Regions from separate parts of the Sus scrofa genome. Here region 1 is linked to region 2. The links are chromatin contacts, called in public promoter capture Hi-C maps. All regions are on one chromosome and are shown on one strand. The core of a region is the stretch at or near the end of the contact, and the rest is flanking DNA. Distances in the headings are between cores, read along the strand shown. Region 1 holds the start of ENSA (alpha-endosulfine). Region 2 holds the start of TARS2 (threonine--tRNA ligase, mitochondrial).

Evidence for each region. Promoter capture Hi-C pulls out the DNA fragments that hold promoters and counts their contacts.
Region 1: a contact with region 2 is called in a promoter capture Hi-C map of skeletal muscle, with 4 times the contacts expected there. The contact joins the promoter of ENSA here to the promoter of TARS2 in region 2. A contact is called at or near these places in 4 of 5 promoter capture datasets (fetal liver, fetal skeletal muscle, liver and 1 more), 13 of 47 Hi-C or Micro-C datasets (adipose tissue, blood, embryonic fibroblasts and 6 more) and 2 of 2 datasets of contacts at active chromatin or transcription factors (alveolar macrophages and skeletal muscle).

The regions. Positions count from the first base shown.
Region 1 is chr4:98,525,620-98,532,877 of Sscrofa11.1, forward strand. It overlaps ENSA (alpha-endosulfine), which reads left to right and starts at 2,283. Exons shown (of 4, transcript XM_021089895.1): 1 at 2,283-2,482; 2 at 4,159-4,284; 3 at 5,675-5,841. The coding sequence starts at 2,429.
Region 2 is chr4:98,632,855-98,639,571 of Sscrofa11.1, forward strand. TARS2 (threonine--tRNA ligase, mitochondrial) reads right to left here and starts at 2,464. Exons shown (of 18, transcript XM_003355197.4): 1 at 2,326-2,464; 2 at 1,803-1,999; 3 at 1,370-1,493; 4 at 103-227. The coding sequence starts at 2,391. ECM1 (extracellular matrix protein 1) reads right to left here and starts at 227. Exons shown (of 23, transcript XM_021089909.1): 1 at 103-227.

The DNA of each region.
Region 1 (7,258 bases), core at 1,033-3,532, 110 kb before region 2:
AATCTCAGAGGTCATTTATCCTAAATCTTCAGTGCCTGGATATCGCCACCAAATGGCTCACTGGCTTTTAAAAAGTCAATGTTTTCAAAATTGAACACCTCATTTTCGTCTGCTTCCAATTCCATTTCCAACTTGACTTCTATTTTTAAGTTCATTGTTTCTACACCTTAAGGCACATGGCCTCCTCAGCCCCTATGTTCAATCATCTGCTAACCTAGTAGATTCCATTGCCGTAGACTCTCTCAATTAGGTTTATTGTTTTCTATTCTAAACTACCATGTTTCTAGTTTAAATCCTATCTCCCACTTAAGAGTATCACAATGGACTCCTGGCTGGACTGTCTAGTATCTCTCTACCTAGAATTCTAAATGATTTTTATTCATTACCACTAGGTTAATCTTCCTAATGAACTGTTCTGATCTGCGATCTCTGGTCTAAAACCCTGAAATCTCTCTCCTGTTTTATTAAATTATTCACTTATTTTTTGTTTTGTTTTTCATTTTTTATTTTTAGGGCCATACCTGCAGCATATGGAAATTCCCCAGGCTAGGGGTTGAATCAGAGCTATAGCTGCCAGCCTACACCACAGCCACAGCAACTCAGGATCCATGCTGCATCTGTGACCTATACCAAAGCTCATGGCAACACAGGAACCTTAACCCTCTGAGTGAGGCCAGGGACTAGACCCTCGTCCGCGTGGATACTAGTCATGTTGGTTACCGCTGAGCCACAACGGGAATGCCGCCACTTCTTTATCCTGGCATTCAAAGCCCTCCAGGTTCTGGACTCAATTCTATTTTTTTGGCCTTCATGCTGACCCCATCACCTAGAATACCCTTTCTTCCTTCACCTTTACCTGGCAAACTTCTAAATTCTTTAAAGCTGTTCAAATACTCACCTCCATCACAAAGTTTTTTGTTTTTGTTTCTGTTTTGGCAGGGACTCTGAACCTTCCTTTGAACCCCTATACCACTTTTATTAACAGTTTTATTTTAATGCTGACCAGACTTTGCCTCATATGATAAAAGCTGTGTTTTCTATGCTTCTCAAACTTTTCCATTAGAAGTATATCTAATTATACAGAAAAAATGAACGGAAAGCCCCAGGGCTGTCACAATAGGCTGCCTGGAATATTAATTTTTTTTTAGGGCCACACCCACTGCCCACGGAACTTCCTATGCTAGGGGTTGGATCCGAGCTTTAGCTGCCAGCCTATGCCACAGCCACAGCAATGTGGGGTCTGAGCTATATCTGCGACCTACACCACAGATCACAGCAACCCCGGATCTTTAACCCACTGAGTGAGGCTAGGGATCGAACCCGCATCCTCATGGATCCTGGTCAGGTTTGTTACCACTGAGCCACAACAGGAACCCCAAAATTAAATTTTAATGTGAATTTTTCAGTGTTATTATTAGACTGTTTTAATACTTAAATATGCTTTTTGACCAACACTCTAGGAAGATATGTCTATTTAACCTCAAGGATTTAGGGTACACCTGGCACTCTGTGAAAAACCTAACCCTCCCCACATGCCCACTAAACTAAGCTTTCTAGAGCAGACACTGCCTTACTACATATGTATCCCCTGTAAAAACAATACAGTGCCATCTACAGATGCTAAAAAAATACGGTTGAACTCTGACCCAGGATAGGTTAGCAAGTGTTAACTGTATTTACTAAATGTTTACCATGTACCTAGACATTTGTTGTTTCAAAAGAAGCTTATTCTTCATGGGACGACCCTGAACAAGTAAAAAAAACTGTACATAAAAGTAAAACCACGGAATGTAAGCCATCTGTGTTCTGCAAGGCGACTCAGTCTCTCCACATGGCAAGTGACACACTGGAGTAGTGTGGAGTACCACTTTAAAGTCCACTCTGACCTCTAAATTAATTTCTGGAGATTGATCATTTTCTGCTAACACTGAGCAAAGTTTAATCCTCTTTAACTGACAATAAAAGGCTTACATCCTCTCGCCCTGCATTTTGAAGCCCAGCAAAGCCTACTGCGCGCGGGGCGGTGGAGCGGAGGAAGCCTGACCCCACCAGAGCAGCAAAAAAAAAAAAAAAAAAAAAAAAAAAACCTAGCCGTACCGCCCCCTAACAGCCCCCACGGGTTTCCAATTGGTCCCTGTGGTTCATTCCCTTGGCAGATTGGCCTTCCAGCTTGCCCGTCGCTTCCACAGACCCCACATTTAGCTAGCAACTATTGGTAGATCGTTACGTCATTGCCCCATCTATCCTGCTCCCATTGGCTCGCACATGAAGGGGCGGTCATAACGTCACAGGCAAGAGCCGCCATTTTGACTGAGCAACCCTAGTGACAGGAGCCGAACAAGCCGCGCAGGTTGTCCCGTGTCCCCTCCCCCTTCCCTTCTCCAGTTGACTTCCCGGGTCCCCTACACTCCACAGTCCCGGCCCCGCCATGTCCCAGAAACAAGAAGAGAACCCTTCGGAGGAGACCGGCGAGGAGAAGCAGGTGAAATGGAGGGGGTGCGGGCGGGCAAGCTGGGCGACCGTGATGGGGCGGGAGACGATCTCCCACCGGTGCGGATTGGTCGCCATGGTCTCCGGCTCTGCAGGGGTTGGCCGCTTCTTGCGTCGTGCAGGGTGAGCCTCAACAAGGCCTGCTGCTTTGGCGCTGGTTAGTTGGGTGGCTTGTCATTCAGTGTTGTAACCTTTCTGATTGGCCAATGGGTCTTCGGCTCAGCCCTTTGGAGCTGTACTATAATTGGCCGAGCCTGGGCGCGGGGCGGGTGTTTGGAAAGACTCGGTGAATGAAAGGGGGCTGGTGGTCCCAGGATTCTGTGTGTTACTGGTTAGTAGGGGTAAAATGACCCAACATCTAGGCAGGGGCCCGCATTCTAAATCCTCAGAAGATACAGGTCGAGGGAAAGAAGTTTAAAAAGGACCACATTGGGAGAAGGGAGAAGCGGAATTATTATCATGGCTAGTTTAAGACAGCAACTTTCTCGAGAGACCTATTTTGACCACTGGGGATGGCCTGTTGCCCACCTTCAAAGAAGACCGAATAAGATTGAAGAGGACTAGGGCTCTGAACAGAATCACGGAGGTTAATCCTAGAAAAGACACCGAGACAGTAATGACAAAGAAAGACGCCACAATATTCTCCCCAGACTTCCAACTCAGGGGGACTTAGTTCACCCGCAGTTATGCGATGAAAACACGTCAACCTCTTTGGAGATTTGTATTTGACATAACATTTAGTATTGGACTCGGGGATTCATGATATATACCTGGTGTTGTATCTGCCAGTTTTCCAAGAGAAGTGAAAGTAAATCCATTTTAAAAAGAGCCACAGATTGGCTTCAAATCTTTTTTGAAAAGTCACTAAAGAAAAGGGCAGCAGGGCCCACGAAAAGTAAGAAGAGTAACAACGCAGTAAGAGCCCCTGCAAGCTAATTGGGCTCTTGGCATGTTACCCAAACTTCCATCACTTGCCCCACTAGGAAAGATGTTGATTTTTTAGCAAAGCTGGTGGGTAAATGCTAGTGGACCTACTGTATCATGATTTTCCTGAAGTTAAAAACTGTCATTTTAATCCGTTTACTTGTCACCTTCCTATGACAATGTTTATGGAATTGCTGAAGCAATGCTGTCTTGTTACTAAGGTGAAGATTTCTGGAGAAGGCCACAGAGTTATGCTCCTCCAAAGAGAGACTTTTCAGATAACCAGCTTAGAAGGGAACATCTCAGGAGAGTTATCCACTTTGATATCCCATTTGACCTGTATTACGTGTTAGGGACAGCCAAGGAACTTTCCTGTTCATCTTGTATCACCAGAAGCCCTGCTAGCTTTCTCTCTGTCTTTCCTAGCTTCATGTTGAATGAGCTATGACTCGCTCCTTGATTCAAGTATCGTGCTTATATATTACCTTTAACCCAGTACTCACAGGTCACTGGTGTGGTTCCTTGGGTGTAGTGTGAGAAGGAGCATATCTTTCTCTTCTCACAATACAGTCATCTTGGGCTTTAGGGATTTGAACAAAGGTTAGCTTCATTTAAAAATAGAGTGGAGATAGCATATTTACAAGTGGGTAGATCTCCAGGAAAAGGTAAGAGTATAAAAGTTATCAGTATTAGAAGCAGTTGCTTCTCAGTGTTTAATTTTATTGGCCCATTTGTTTCCTCCAGGACACGCAGGAGAAAGAAGGTATTCTCCCTGAGAGAGCCGAGGAGGCAAAGCTAAAGGCCAAATATCCAAGCCTAGGACAAAAGCCTGGAGGCTCCGACTTCCTCATGAAGAGGCTCCAGAAAGGGGTATGGGGCATAATATCTTACCCTCTTTGGAGCCACAGAAAGCCTTAGGGATGAGACCTATGGACGTTGTAGTGAATACTGATTTGGAGGTTTTGTTTGGGGGAAGTAGTAGAGAAGAATTAGAAACTTGGAAAAACAAGGCAGATACTGTAAATACCTGATAAGTTATCAGCTATCTTCTGATCTCCCCTGTAGGAAATTAGGGCTTAATGTAGGGGCATTTGGGCACAAGGTTGGGGGAGTGAGGAAAGGATGTTAGAGTCTGGAATGCTGACAGTTTCCAGACATTTGCCTGTTTAGATGGTGGGAGTTTTAGGACTACACATTTAGGATTTGAGCTAAATTTTAGGATGCACCATTTCAGAAAAAGATCAGACCATCTGTCCTGCAGATTTCCTCAACTTGATATGAATAGCAGATTTCTTCAGACATTTGAAGAGATTTATTTTTCCTGTCCAGTGTGGTCCTTCTCACCAAGGGAGAATCTTACCCTCATAGCCATCTAGCTCCTGATCAGGTTTCTCAGTCCCCAGACGTACCTAAAGCTGACTAAGGGATCGTAAGTCATTAACCTGGAGGGTGTTTCTCCGTGAGGATGAAATGGAGAGGGAAACAGATCCCTGTGGAGAATCCCAGTTATTGTGTCTTAGTCACAGATGATAATGTGATGCTGATTTGCTGCTTACCTTGCTGTCGGCAAGGCAGGCGTGGGCAGGCTGTCACAGCCATGGAACATGTGTGGGAGTGGTAGGAGTCAGAGGAAAGTACATTATCCTCATGAACAAGCCCAGTTTCTATTCATAGTCTGAGAGAATAATTTTTAATTTTGAGGTTTAGTTTGAGACTGATCTGCTGATAGCCCCAGATCGACCCTTCTATGTATGTTACTCATTTCTGCTCCCACAACACCAAGCCCACTAGAGGCTAATAGGTCCTCAGTAAGCCTTTATGAATAGTCAGTAATTTGGTTGAACCTTCCTGTACTCGTGGGGCTACAAAGGATGTAGGAGCTGTCTCTTAACTCCAAAAATATGTACTCTAGCTGGGAAATTGCTTATATACCTGAGAAAGAACACGATGGGGAGAAGACAGGTGTTTGTAATTAATGCTAAGCTATGTATGTATGAGGTAAATAAAGACTTGAAAGGAGTCCCCTCATGACTCAGTGGGTTAAGGATCTGGCGTTGTCACCGCTGTGGCTCTCGTTACTGCAGGTTTGATCTCTGACCCAGGGGACTTCCACATGCCACAGGTGCAGCCAAAAAATCAAAAAAAAAAAAAGATTTGAAAGATCTGAGTGTAGATGAAGGTTTATAATGGATACGAGTCTCCTTGCTTTTGAGGAAGACCAGCGTGCCTCACTCACCTAAACCTCCCTCTTGTCTCTTAGCAAAAGTACTTTGACTCAGGAGACTACAACATGGCCAAAGCCAAGATGAAGAATAAGCAGCTGCCAAGTGCAGGACCAGACAAGAACCTGGTGACTGGTGACCACATCCCCACCCCACAGGATCTGCCCCAGAGAAAGTCCTCGCTCGTCACCAGCAAGCTTGCGGGGTAACCTGGGCCCCCTTCTCCTCCCCTTCCTCACCCACTGGACTTCTATATGTCATAGGCAGGGATGGAATGGGCACCTAGTTCTGTCTTCTCAGCTGGCTAGCCAGAAATGACTGGGAGTCTTCTGGGGGCTGCTGAGAAGGTAATGTGGGCTGAAGAGGGGCTCTGAGTTCACTTCTTTGGTTAAATTGGGATTTCCACACCCTCTCTATTGCCCAGGTAGGAGTTCAGAAATAGGACACTAGGCTTGGATAATGCTGCAGACTCTTTTTCTTTTGTATGAAAAGCTGGGGAGATGAGAGTTCTCGTTTTGGAAGAGAATATCCCAAAATTGGTTAGGCTCAGCCTTGGGAATAATACAACAGGTTTAACATCCCAAGCCTAACCTGACATGGTTGGGAAAGGTAGATTGAATGAGATCTGTTTTCTGTGCTTCTAAGTGTTTTGTGTATTGGGCTGCTGTTGCTTCATGTGTTCATTATGGCAGGTTTAATGAATCCTCAAAAAGAAAAACTGGTTTGCTTGCCTAAAACTGTAATGCCCACTTAACCTCCTTCACTCAGTCAGTGTCTTTTATGGTTTACCCTGGCTCTTAAATAATGTAAAGATTTGAGAATGTTATTCACATAAAATGGGCACCTTCTCTCTCTCCCTTCCAGCATGTTGCTTTTGAAACTATCATGTGATAATGGAAAGAGCCCTGAGTTAGGAGTCAAGATATCTGGGTTCTGGTTCCACTCAGTCTAGGCAGAACCGACATGTAACCTTGGTCAAATAATTTAACCTCTCTGGATTTCTATTTCCTCCTCTGTAAAATAGAGTTGAATTTAGATAAGTTGATTCTGATTCTGAAGTCCTGCAAAACTCTTGTGAGGAGGGCCCATGGGTGAGCCTACAGAGGGGAACCATTTGAAGACGACATGGGAAGAGAAGTTGGGGTTTGGGGGTTATAAATTCAAGCAGGAGGGTCTTATAAGTGTCATGGTCTTGATCAAGAAAAAAAATTCTGAGAAGCCAGCCATGAAAGCTTCTTGCCTCTGCCCCCACCTGCTTTCCTGGCCTACAGTCTAGGCCCTTGCTGCTAAAAAGCTGCTCTGGCAGCCAAGCTATGGCCTGAAGAAACATGCTCAGTCATGCCCATGTGGAGTCCCACATTTTAGATGTTACCAGCTGCCAGGTGTATTGTTAGGGAGACAAGAAAAGGGATAAACTGAGCAAGGCTTCGGGGCTTAGTGATACTGCAGTAAGGCTGGAGCAGCAGGTTCTCAGGAGATGACTCACCTCGGAGGAAGCGGGGAAAGGTGGTTAGGGAGAAAGAGAAGGAAAACTGAGAAATCTCTGCCCTCCTAGAGCTCAGTAACCTCGCTCCTGGGCACTGAGAAGTAGCAGTGCTGATCTTGAACCAGGTGGAGGAAAG
Region 2 (6,717 bases), core at 1,214-3,713:
TAATTTTGTCAATTATATCTCAAAAAAAAAAAAAAAACCCAGAAAATAAAATATGGTGAAATCTCTAAAAAAGAAATCATTCTCCTTCCTTGCACTACTCACCGTTCCTTGCCCAGGAAGAAATCATGGTAGAAGCCACATTCCGTACTTGGACCTTGGCAGAGGACAGCACCTAGGAATTGTTCAGCTGCTGCCCCCAGGACATGGGTGCTGGAGTGCCAGAATACCTGGGTTCACAAGTAAGAAGTTCATAATTTCATAACCTTCTCCTTTAGCCCCTAGCTCTCTGATCCTCTCCTCAGAGAAGCTGGTGTGAAACCAGCATGAATAACTACCACAATATGGGGAACGTGACCTTGAGGGTAACCAGTAAATATAAAAAGTAAACAACAAACAACCTGACCAGAAAAGAAGGCAGCCAGAAGAAGCAGTGCACAGAAGAGAGTAAGCCCCACTCCTCGGTGCTTCCTGGTTCCAGAGCATAGTGGGAGGCTAGTGTCAGTCTTCATGCCCTCCAAGCTGACATGAACAAGGAAAGGAGGCCAGGTAGTGTGCTCATTTGTGGAAGCCACATTAAAACTAAATATATGCATAACAAGGACCTACTGTATAGCACAGGGAACTCAATATTCTGTAATAACCTATATGGGAAAAGAATCTGAAAAAGAATTGATATTTGTACATGCATAACTGAATCACTCTACTGTATACCTGAAACACAACACTTTAAATCAACCCTGCTCCAGTATAAAACAAAAATTTAAAAAAGAACTCAATATATGCTACAAGATGACAACTTACAATGCTTGTCTCAAGAGTTGGGCTAAATTGGCATATTATCATTCTGTATTCAACATAACACCTCTCCCTTTCACTAACACAAATAATCACTGCTTAACAGACCCAGGCTAACTAAAAACTTTCATCCTAGGTTTCCAGCTTAGCCAGGAGTCAAGACAAGCAATATGGAGTTCCCGTCATGGCTCAGTGGTTAACAAACCCAACTAGTATCCATGAGGACACGGGTTCAATCCTTGGCCTTGCTCAGCGGGTTAAGGATCTGGTTTGCCATGAGCTGTGATGTAGGTCGCAGGTGCAGCTCAGATCCAGTGTTGCTGTGGCTGTGGCGTAGGCTGGCTGCTACAGCTCCGATTTGACCCCTAGCCTGGGAACCACCATATGCCTCCAGCGCAGCCCTAAAAAGACAAAAAAAAAAAAAAAAAAAAAAAATCAAAAAAGATAAGCAGTCCATGGTAGGCCTCCCTCTCAACTGAAAATGGAGAAACTGAGGCAAAAAAAAAAAAATGCTAGAAATTCCCACTTAAACATCTCTTAGCAGCCCCTATATCCCAATAAGGAAGAAACGTACTGCTTTCCCCTCTGCAGAATCGAATGTCAGAAATCTGAGGTCAGAATCTTTTTCCAAGGGCCGTTCCAGATCATAAGGTTCTCCATTCACTACAGCAGCTACTGCAGTATCTGCCAGTTTTGAACTTCAACAGTGGGGGTGAGGATAAAAAAAGACAAGGTTACAAGCTACAGAGGAAGACAGGAACTAATCCTTAGCAACTCTAAACTTGCGAAGGGGAAATGTATTACCAGAACACTGGAATCTTTTCTTTTTTTTTCCCCTCAATGCATAATAGAGAAAGGTCAGAGACCATAAAACTAATGCAGATAAAAAGGAATATGCAGGAAAGGCTATCTTGATGGGGATGGAATAAACATGCAGAGTTCTTTCCCTGCTCAAGTAAACAAAGTACAGAGGTAGGTTTACCCGGTAGGTATAGAAGGCCTGGTACCTGATCTGCTGAGCTAGTTGGTAAGGGGTTGTGTTCCATGCCACAGCATCCACTTTCCTGCCTCCAGGAAGCGATACCTTAATAGCCCGGTGTTCCTTCTGCGCCATGCTTGCTAACTTCTTTACCTGGGCGGTCCATAGCTCCTCAAAAAAGCCAAGCCGCTCTACCAACCAGTGTGGAGGAGTGGGCACAGCTGCCTGGAGGAAAAGATGTTAGGAGGTAACACAGGTCCCAAAATTCCTTATTGAGCTTGGGGGTAGTGGGAAGTGAGAACATTTAAGTGGCCATGATCTTAAATCCCAGTCTTTAAAAAAAGAATGGGAGGTATAAGGCCCTAGGCTGGGAGTGCTACATTCCCCAGACGGCTACCCTAGGAAAAAGATGGCGTACCTAAGGGCTACGGTAGCCGGGTCCCGAACGTAGGGCGGGAGTAGGGGGTGTCAGATGGGGTTGAGAGCCTATACTTTGGGCTTCAGCTGCGCTAGGTCCGATGTGTTTCGGAACTTTTGGGTACCTCACGCACCGTGTGCAGCCCGCAGGCTTGTAACCCTGGGAGCCGAAGTCGCCGCCACCTCCGATACAGCCCCATGTTCCTTCAGACCCGTCACACAGCCTCAAATAAATGATCGCTCCTTCTCTTTTGTCGGATTCTTCATTGGCTGCTGGCCCAACAATACCCATGCCTATTGGTTGTTATAGCTGTCACTCCAGTCTGGCCCCACCTCCAGGAACTCCGAAGCGGTATACCCCACACAGCACAAGCAGCGGTGTGGGTGGTTCCGGGTGACCGGAAGACCTAAGCTGATGCACACAGGGAATTCCAGTACCTGCAGAGTTTCAGACCAAAGTAGCAGTAAGATATGCTGCGGCTTTAAGGACAGAAGCAGGGAAACTTAGAGAGTGGGAGAAAAACGGACCAGAAGGGGTTGTTATTTCCTTTTAACTCTAAGTTTTCTTTTACACAGGCTTCACCGGGATGTGAAGTGAAGGAAACAGGTAAGAGCATAAATCTGGAATGAGACAGACCTGGTATAAATCCTGGATCACTGCGTAATTTGGGGTAAATTAATTCCTTTTAAACTTCAATTTTCTCATCTGTAAAATGAGAATAATAATATCATTCTGGTAGTTCTCATGTGGCTTAACGAGTTAAGGATCCGGCAGTGGCCCGGGTTGGATCCCTGGTCTGGTAACTTCCACATGCCTCCGTGTGCAGCCAAAACAAACAAAACAAACAAACAAAAAACCCTTAACTGTTGAGGTTAATTTTATGTAAATCGTCTAATATACTGCATGGTCCACAGTAATCGGCAACAATAGCAACAATCCATGAGAAAAAATGAATACAACATATAACAGCTTTGAGGCTGGAGCAAAACAAAGACTTTAAGGCTGGAGCAAAACAAAAGCAGAGGGCACTCCTTGGAGTCCCTTCATACTCGGTGCTTAAAGAAGGACCTCTGAGACCTCTTAGACCGTACACATGAGGAATTTAAGATCAGAGAAGGTAAGTGATTTAAGATCAAACAGTAAGCACTGACGCTGGATTCTCAATCCAAGTCTTCTATTCTTCTACCACACCAGACTCTCTCTAGTAAGAATTTTATCCCCAATATAATTCCCCCACCACTTAAGAAAAAAAGTTCCTGACCCTAGAATCTTAGCTCTCTGCTTTCTACACAGGACCTTTGCCTCTCATTCCCATCCAAGCTCTCAACTTCCTTTATCCCTTCTCTCCCCTCTCCCTATATCTAGAACATAAGACTAGATATATTTGATTTGTTTTACACAGTGAAAAATGAAACACAGGAGTTCCTGCTGTGGCACAGCGAGGTAGGAATCCAACTGTAGCCACCTCAGGTGGCTGCAAAGACTCGGGTTCCATCCCCTGCCAGAGCAGTGGATTAAGGATCCGCCATTGCCACTGACGTGGCATAAGTCACAGCTGTGGCTGGGATTCAATCCCTAGCCTGGGAACTTCCATATGCCATGAATGTGGCCATAAATTAAAGGAGAAGGAAAGAAAGAAAGAAAAAGAAAAGAAAAATGACCAGATTTGTAGTAAAGTTTGAGGGAAATGCACTTGGGGACAGCTGTGAGGTTCTTGGTAATTCCCATTAGTCCCCTCACCTGGGGGTGGGGATGGTTGGTTCTCATGTTTCCAATGGTGATGGAATCAAGGATTGTGGAGGAAGAGCTTTCAGAGAAAGATGTTTAATCTAAGTTTCCAGAGGTTCTGTTCTGCGGGAGGCAGCTGTTGATCTTAGTCACAGGCACCACTCTGCATCTTGGCTCCATATTCTGGCATGTTAGACACCCTGAAATACAAAAAGAAATAGACAAGAGTGTGGAGGAGGAAGTTTACCTGTGTGTGTGTGTTTGGGAGAAGGTAGGTAGAATTTTTAAATGGCATTCAGAAAATGTGACAACAGGCAGAACTTTTCCCATGGCTCTGCACCAAAAGGGACAGGGGAGCTGTTACACTGCAGGCAACAAAATGGTAGATGCTCAATAAAGTTATTAAATTAAAAATGTACCAATCACTGTATTGACTTGAAACTCCAAAGGATACATATACTGACATACATGCTTTTAATCATTCTACTTTGTAAGGATAGTAGAGGTATGGTGGAATAAGTAGATTACACTGTTATGGGAGCTCCCTGCACTCATCCCTTAAACATGTAGTGACTGCTTACTGTGTGCAATCCCCTGGGTGATCAGGGGATGCCAATCAATCAACCACTGCATCATCACCTATGTAACCTATTTTGCAGTGGAGAGAAGGAATGTTATTCCATTCCTCTCTGTGTGGCAAGCAAGCCAGCAAGCAAGCAGGCAAGAGCAAGCTAGCTAAGGCCAACTCATTAATTAATCACTGGTTCTTCACAACTTCTGATTTGTGAATAGCATGTCTCAGCCTCAGAATTTTAACCCATTAGCCTTCCTGGGAAGTATCTATTCCTAAAACTACTCTTACCTTCCACCAGAATATCACTGAACAACTACTGTGTGCCAAGACTCGTGCTTCACTATCTCATTTAACTCCTAGAACTCCAACAAGCAGTAGCTCTTCTTAAAACTCCCTTTAAAATATTGCAAATGACCCTCAGAGAAGTCAAGCCCCAGTCCGTCTGAATCCAAGGCCTGTTTTATGCCATGCTATGTTGTCTCTCTGGGACCAGGATAATGATGATGCCTCTTATTTGGTAGCACATCTCCCTTTTTCTCTCCAAGGCATACTGCTTGGAGCCTTTGGGGCCTAAGAGGCCTTTAATATAAGGGGGAGAGAGATCCAATAAAAAGCCAAGAAGAGGCATCTCATCAAATATTCCCTACCACACTAAGATGAGTTTATGAAATAATGCCAGATTTCACAGAAGTCTAGGGAAAGGGGAATCCTCAGGAAAGGGTATCCTAGACCTTTAATCAATTTTGGGGAATTCTCAGTTTTATTCCACTTTTAAAATAGACATCTTGTTAGCTAATGCTTTGGCTGAGGAGGCATTGTTTTTCTAATCCGTATGTAAGTATTCTACCTATATGTAAGAACTCTTTCCACTGAAGGTAAATTACATTTCCCACTTGTCATCAGGATCAACACATAACTCCAAATCTCAATTCTTAGAAGAAAAATTTCCAAGTACCAAAGAGGTAGAAAAGATAGTGGAGGTAAAAAAAGAGAAATGTAAGAAGGTAAAATATATAAAAAGATTTTTATTATTGCCACCAAAAGCTTTCGAGGTGCAAAGAACTAGCCAAGTAGCTAAAGCTATAGTTAAGTGCTATGGGGAGGTTAGGTTAAACATTTTTTTCTTGCCCTTAGTAATGAAGATCTAGGATGGGGCCAAATTTTAACTTCGCTTTAGGATGCCACAAAGGGAAAGTTCAGCCAAATCTTCAGAATAAATCAAGAGGGGAAAACGTCCTACCAGGGGCATGGGGATAAACTGAACTTCGATAACAAAGCCTTTGGGTTACCTAGAAGATGTCCCTTTTCCGAGACATCTGTTGAGTCTGTAGAAGAGAGACAAGGAAACAGCTTCCTCCAACCCTACCTTTTAAATGACCCTGGTTTGTCAGGTCCAGACCAAAGGAAAAATATATAAAGTCTCTGAAACACAAGAGCCAGGGCAGGGATGTGTCAAGTTTGACTGCTGAAGTCCAAAAAAAAAAAAAAAAAAGCAAATAGCAAAGTACTCTGAAAGCAGTCCTGTATCTAGGATTATAGAAGGCTACATACAACTATTTTCCACTACTCAATAACCAAGATTTGAAATGAATACCAATCTGTACTGCCCTTCACAATGATCAGCTTCCTAGAAAATATGGGAAGAATACTTTCTTCAATACCCCAAGAAAAATGTAGTAAGTTTCAAGTCTTCTTATCTCCTTCTTTGCACAAATTATGCAGTACAGGACTTAATTCTCAACAAGAAGGGCATACAATGGGGAAGGGAAAGGAAGTAATTTTGCTGGAACTTCCAATTTGCGAGGAACCCCAAGAGATGGACTGGTTTAGCCCACACCTTTTTAAGTCAAACACAAAAAAACTACAGCCTGTATTTGTGTTCTTCCTGTTGAGACTGCTCACTAGCCCCTCCAACCACATCTATGTTATCAATTTTTGACTCTTGCCACAGGACAGGGGGAAAAAAAGGAACCATAAGGCAACTGTGGTTCTCAACGTTACCACCCTCTCCTCAACCTTGTAACTAAGCCTTGAAGGTTTCTCCTGTCCTCCTGCCAGCAGTTAACTCAGAAATAACTTGATATTTCATTTTACATGTGCCTCTCTTTACTTCTACATGAGGGAAGGCAGAACAGGATGTTTACTTAAGAGCTAGTATCTCACTTACAGGTGTCCGTCTTGCAGCCTCAATGATTTAACTACTCAGCAATTGTGAATAGCAGC